Linked DNA regions of Zea mays: region 1 is linked to region 2. A link is a contact called in public Hi-C data. All regions are on one chromosome and are shown on one strand. The core of a region is the stretch at or near the end of the contact, and the rest is flanking DNA. Distances in the headings are between cores, read along the strand shown. Region 1 holds the start of LOC100191443. Region 2 holds the start of LOC100272474.

The links. A called contact is a pair of places that touch in the nucleus more often than the background predicts.
Region 1: a contact with region 2 is called in a Hi-C map of ear, with 1.7 times the contacts expected there. The contact joins the promoter of LOC100191443 here to the promoter of LOC100272474 in region 2. A contact is called at or near these places in 3 of 25 Hi-C or Micro-C datasets (bundle sheath, ear and tassel).

The regions. Positions count from the first base shown.
Region 1 is chr9:17,022,930-17,025,629 of Zm-B73-REFERENCE-NAM-5.0, reverse strand. It overlaps LOC100191443, which reads left to right and starts at 1,348. Exons shown (of 10, transcript NM_001136876.1): 1 at 1,348-1,608; 2 at 1,699-1,885. The coding sequence starts at 1,724.
Region 2 is chr9:16,440,381-16,443,080 of Zm-B73-REFERENCE-NAM-5.0, reverse strand. It overlaps LOC100272474, which reads right to left and starts at 1,278. Exons shown (of 3, transcript NM_001146946.1): 1 at 757-1,278. The coding sequence starts at 1,201. It overlaps LOC103638005 (putative clathrin assembly protein At5g35200), which reads right to left. Exons shown (of 16, transcript XM_008661000.4): 15 at 2,655-2,700; 16 at 1,766-2,555. The coding sequence ends at 2,151.

The DNA of each region.
Region 1 (2,700 bases), core at 99-2,598, 580 kb before region 2:
TGTGGACACCAAATATGTCCTAAGTGTTTGTATGCCTATCTATATGATTACTATGATCGCCTTTGCATGTCATATTTTTTTCTAGTACTAAAACAGTCGTGTGTCTTTGTATAAAAAGATGCAAGTTAAAAATAATTTTACTCCTTCTGTTCTAGATTATAAGATGTTTTGGTAGTTTCAGATACAATATATTTTACTGTGTATATAGACGTAACTCATAAGTCATAACTAGGCACATAACAAAAGATATAAATATAGAAAAAACAAACATGTTATAATTTGCTTGTTGATCCGAGTCTTCTCATTATCCATATCACTCATTTCAAACTCTTTATCTTCATCCTTCTTTATTGGCTCCTTGCTACTTTCTATTCTAGTATTTTTGTACGCCTCATTCACGATGCGTCTATTGGTTTACTGCGTCCGCACTTAGTCCCACGTGAGCCCGGCCGACCAGGTACAACCATTTTTGACGTATGCGCAGATGCAGGTAAATGGCCTTAGAATGACTTTTTTTGCGTCCACTCATGCAGCCACCGTTCCTCTCGTACAAACAACCAAACAGACGATCAGTTAAAGTCAACACACGCGATAATTCAGAATAAATTGGTGTGAGTAACCAATCAGGTGGGATATGTGTGCCTTCCCTGCTCTCCTTCATCTCCTTTGACTCCCTAGTCCCTATTGTCGCCCACCATTGCTACGGTAATCTGTAGCTTCATCGGGTTCTCGTCAAGTCGTTGTGACTACTCATGATCTATCTTCACCGTCGAAGATGTATAAACCTTAACTTGACGGAGATGAAAATTTGTCACGAGAAAAATGCTAAGGCATGTATGTGATCGGTAAAAAAAAAATCAAGTGTTGATAAAGAGTAAACCATTCTAGTCTAATATAACATTTCTCTAAATAAACTACTTTACAATTTTGTTGTTGGTGGTGTAGAGTTTCACTTAAGGTCTTGTTCGGTTATTTTTATTACATATAAATTGGATATTATTAGAAAAAATTAAGAAAAAATTTGACTTATTTAGAATTTAAATCGAATCAATCAATTTTACTGAGGCGAACCCAACAATCTTAAATCTATTGAACTCACGAGCACAACCGACACCATAACTACACCACACTGTCATAGGCCCACACTGGTGTGCGTCTGTACCCCTTGCAAATATCGCGTCCGCGTCTCCATTGCCACGTCTTCTAGAAAACGCTGTTACGCAAGCTAACTTTTGTTGAAGCCCAAAAAGAAAACGCCGTTACCCTAGCTAATTTATCCCCTCACCCAGTCACCCGTCGCTATCGACCCCATCGCGTTGCCGGATCGAGCTCAGCTCTATCTCGAACCTTGGTTCGCCGCACGGCACCAGAAGCACGGCCGTGTTCTCATCCCCTCCACACGTTTCCGCCTCCCGATCCACGTCCGCCGTTAGCCGCGGCCGACACAGCTCCTCCTCCTCCTCGCAGCTCTTCTCCAGCTCTCGGAGGCCCGAGGTTTCATCGACCCGCGCTCCTTCATCCTCGACACCTCACTCCGGCGGCGCGGGTCCGCAGTGCTGCACATCGCGAGCCGCGCGGCACAGCCGCACTTGTTGTCCTTCGTGCGTGGTAAGGGCTGGTGGCTCGCCTGCCTTCCGATCGCCTCTCTTATGTCCGCGTGTCGCCTGTGCGATCTGAATGTTCGGTTGGTGCGGACAGGGGTGCGGTTCGACGCGGCGGCGGGATGGCGGCGAGCGCGCGGGACAGCGCCGATGCAGCGGAGCGAGTTGTGGATGACCACGACGGCTGGGCGTCGGACGCCGAGATGGACGTGGAGATGGATGTGGTGGAAGGCGATGCCGACCGGAGGGACGGCGGCGCGGATGGTGATGATGAATACTTGCTGGTGCGTATGGCCTTTCCCGGTGCTCCTGCCGTTGGTGGAGGTCTTTTGATTCTGTCGAACTCGCAAATCTGAGGAGGCCGACGCGTGTTGGCTCGGTCCTACTCTCGATTAATTGCCCAAGTTTTGTGCCGGCTTCCTATTCACCTGCGGAAGTCGAGGTTGATATCGTTCTGGGCTTGGTGGGTAGCATGGCGCGGTACATGTAGATCATTAAAACTGCGCATGGACATAGATGGATCTTCATGTGTACTAGGTTTCTATTCTATCCGGAACTTAAGTTTATATTGCCATAGTTTAAGCTAAGTTTTATGGTCTTAGGTGTGAATTGTGATGTTGATGATGGGGTGAACCAGGTGGTAAAGTGCACGCGGAAAACCAGTTGAAAAACAAGAAAACAATTGTTTTGTTTGGGCAGGGTAGAAATGTTAATTTGCAGTAGTATGTTTCTACTACTTTTCAAAGCGCATGCCAAATTGCAAGGAAACATTAGCGGAGTGATAGACAAAAGCGTCAAAAGATTTCTCTAATTTTCTGGTTAAGTTTGCAGTGTTGTTTTTTCCTCATTTAGTCCTTGGCTGCTCAATTATTTATAGGACAGCAGACTTGATGTCAACGGGGCTTGTGGAGAAGATGTGTTTTGGCCAATCATGTAGGTCTAGAATGCTATGTCTTCTCTTTTTTGTGCTTATCTTCAGCCAGTAATGACTTGGTTTGCCATCCTCTGGTAGGTCGCTTTCGTACTCGACATTTGTTGCATAATTTTCTATGCCCAACATGGCAGGGTGTTGCAGATGCATTGTTCATCCTTGTTTGAA
Region 2 (2,700 bases), core at 29-2,528:
AATATAGTTGCTTATGTAAAAAAAGTACCTCTTACAGCTTTAAAGCAGTAAAGCATTCTTCAAAATCCATAAATGCATCTCATTTATACCAACCAACTCTTGTATGTATTTAATATAATATGAAGTCAAATCTATAATAGCGAACACCACATGGAAAATGGAACAGAAGTACAAAACGAAATCATGACTTCATGAGACCTGTACTCAGCAGCAATACAGCCTTAACAGCATACAGAACGAGCTCATGTCTTCCAAACATAGTAGTACATAAGAGTTCCTCCAGTTTGTTTCAGCCTATTCCAGGCAACCTCACAGCCAATCAAATGAGCTTAAACCCCAAATATCACACTCTGGTAACTGTAAAAACCCGAAATCAAAGCTGAAAACATTGACTCGTCCTCTGATCATCCCATCTATCAATACTCTCAAAAGTCATGAACTTGTTGCACAAGCACTCGCATGCCATTATCCCATGACCCAGCTTCCACAACAGTAATCTTAAACATCCCAGAGTACTATTAGGTAATAGGGTACCTAATTGAGTTCTATCTTCTCTCAATTCCACTAAAATTTACTGGTACTAACAAGTATAACAACTCCCATAACCAGCGACCTTTACACCCACCCCAGGGAACCACTCCACAGGAAGCATCAGCCACCAGCACAGGCGCAATCTGCGTAGGCAGATGCCAATATTTGCAGAAGTAGCAAACAATCGCAGTCGTGTTGGTGCCAGAGCCGAGAAGAGATAATTACCCTCATCTAGGGCGAGCACGGGGAAGTCGATCCACGCCTCGGGCCGCGCGGCGAGGGCACGCGCTGCTCCCACGACATCATCTGCGATCTGGTCGGCAGCAGCAGGAGGAGGCGGACGCGGGGACGGGGACGAGGCGGCCTGCTGTGACTCGAGCGCGTCGGGGGCGGGGTGGTCGGGCGCCGGCGAGGAGCGGGAGAAGCCGCCGCGGAAGGAGCCGCCGATCTCGGCGAGGTCGGAGAGGATGCCCGCGAGGAGCGACGGTGACGGCGGCGCGGCGGGGTGCGGGGACGGGGAGCGGCGCGGGCGGCGGCGGCCCGTGGGGGTGGGTGGCGGGGAGTCGGTGTGGGCCGGGTTGAGGAGCGGGTGCAGGAAGCAGGCGATGTCGAGCAGGTGGCGCCCCAGCTCGGATAGGTCGTCGCGGACGCCGCGCAGCCCGCGCGCCATCCGCCCCCTTCGCCGGCCGACTCGCCTCGCGCTCGCTTTCGCGATTGCTTTTGCGGCCTCGCGGTGCGGGGGGTTGCTTCCCCCTTTGCTTTCGCTGGGGGGCCTTGCCTTGGCGACTTGGCGTGGTGTGGGTGGGGTGAAGTGACGTGGGCTTGGTGGGGGAGGCAATGATTGGGACTTGCGGCAGCAGGAAGAGGGTGGCGGTCTGGCGGACTCGGGAGGGAGAGAGAGGCTTCCGGTTCCCGGCTCCACGTGCTTGGGGCGGGCCGCCGTTGGTTCGCTGATCAGTGATCGCGCGCGAGTGGCGCTGGCTGGGTGCGCCGTTCGGCCCGTTCCTGGATTCCATATGCTGCTGCCGCCGGTAGTTGCGCGATGAGAAAAATGAGACATCTCGGCGACCGCTTCCACCGGCGTCTACGAGGCTAAAGTGAAACGGCGGCAGGCAAGCGCACGCCGAGGGGAAAGACGGGGCCACACACTAGCACCGGCAAGAGCAGGATCGACTTTCCAGCTTCATGATGAGATGTCGATCTACTTGTTTCCATTGGATCACACAAAGTCAGCTGCTAAAAAAAAGAATGCCTGCATTATTCAACCGTATCCAGCGTATGTTCACCAAGAATAATCCAATCTCAATCTCGACGGGCCGTCCTGACGAGTCTCGCCGCCACGAGAATCGACTCTCATGTGCACACGAACAAGTGGCCAAACTCTATGTTGTATAATATACATGCACTCACCTCCTACGTACAGGACACCACCCGACGCTGCTATTTATAAATAACCAACCGTGACCGCCTCTACCTGCCTGCCTGCCTGTCTGTGCTACAAATTTCCTTCTCACAATGGCACCAAGAAAACTTGGACAAAAAGAATGAATGGTGGGGCAACAGTAGCGCTAACGCAACCAAGAAACTGGCCACCGGGCGTGGCCGCGTGGGGTACTAGATCAGATCAGCCCCGTGTAGACGTTGCCGGGCCCGGCGTGGAGCGGCATGCCGGCGGCGCCGTAGGGATGCGCGCCGGCGGCCGCGAAGGGGTTGCCGAAAGGGTTCGCGGGGTTCTGCTGCATCTGCATCGGGTGGTGGACCGCCGGCGCCGGCGCCATCATCTGCTGCTGCAGCATGAAAACCTGCTGCTGCTGCTGGTGGTGAGCCATCGCCGCCATCTGCACGCCGTGCGGCGCCGCGTACCCGTTCGAGGCGTAGAACGGATCGTGCATCGCCGGCGCCATGGTGGTCATCATCGGGGCAGACGCGGTTGCATCCCAGGGGTTGTAGCTCGCCGGCTGGCTCGCTCTCCGGTTCGCCTCGTCGTACAGGCTATCAAGGGTCAGCAAGTCCAGACCACCGGCCTGCACAGAATTTCAGTTTTTTGGCGAGCACAGCGATGAGCAACCAGCCAATCCCTGCCTGAAAAACGTTTGCGAGATAGAGGCGGTTCAGCAGCCTACCAGTTTCTTGCTTGGGGCAACGGCGGTCTCGGTCGAACTCGGTGCT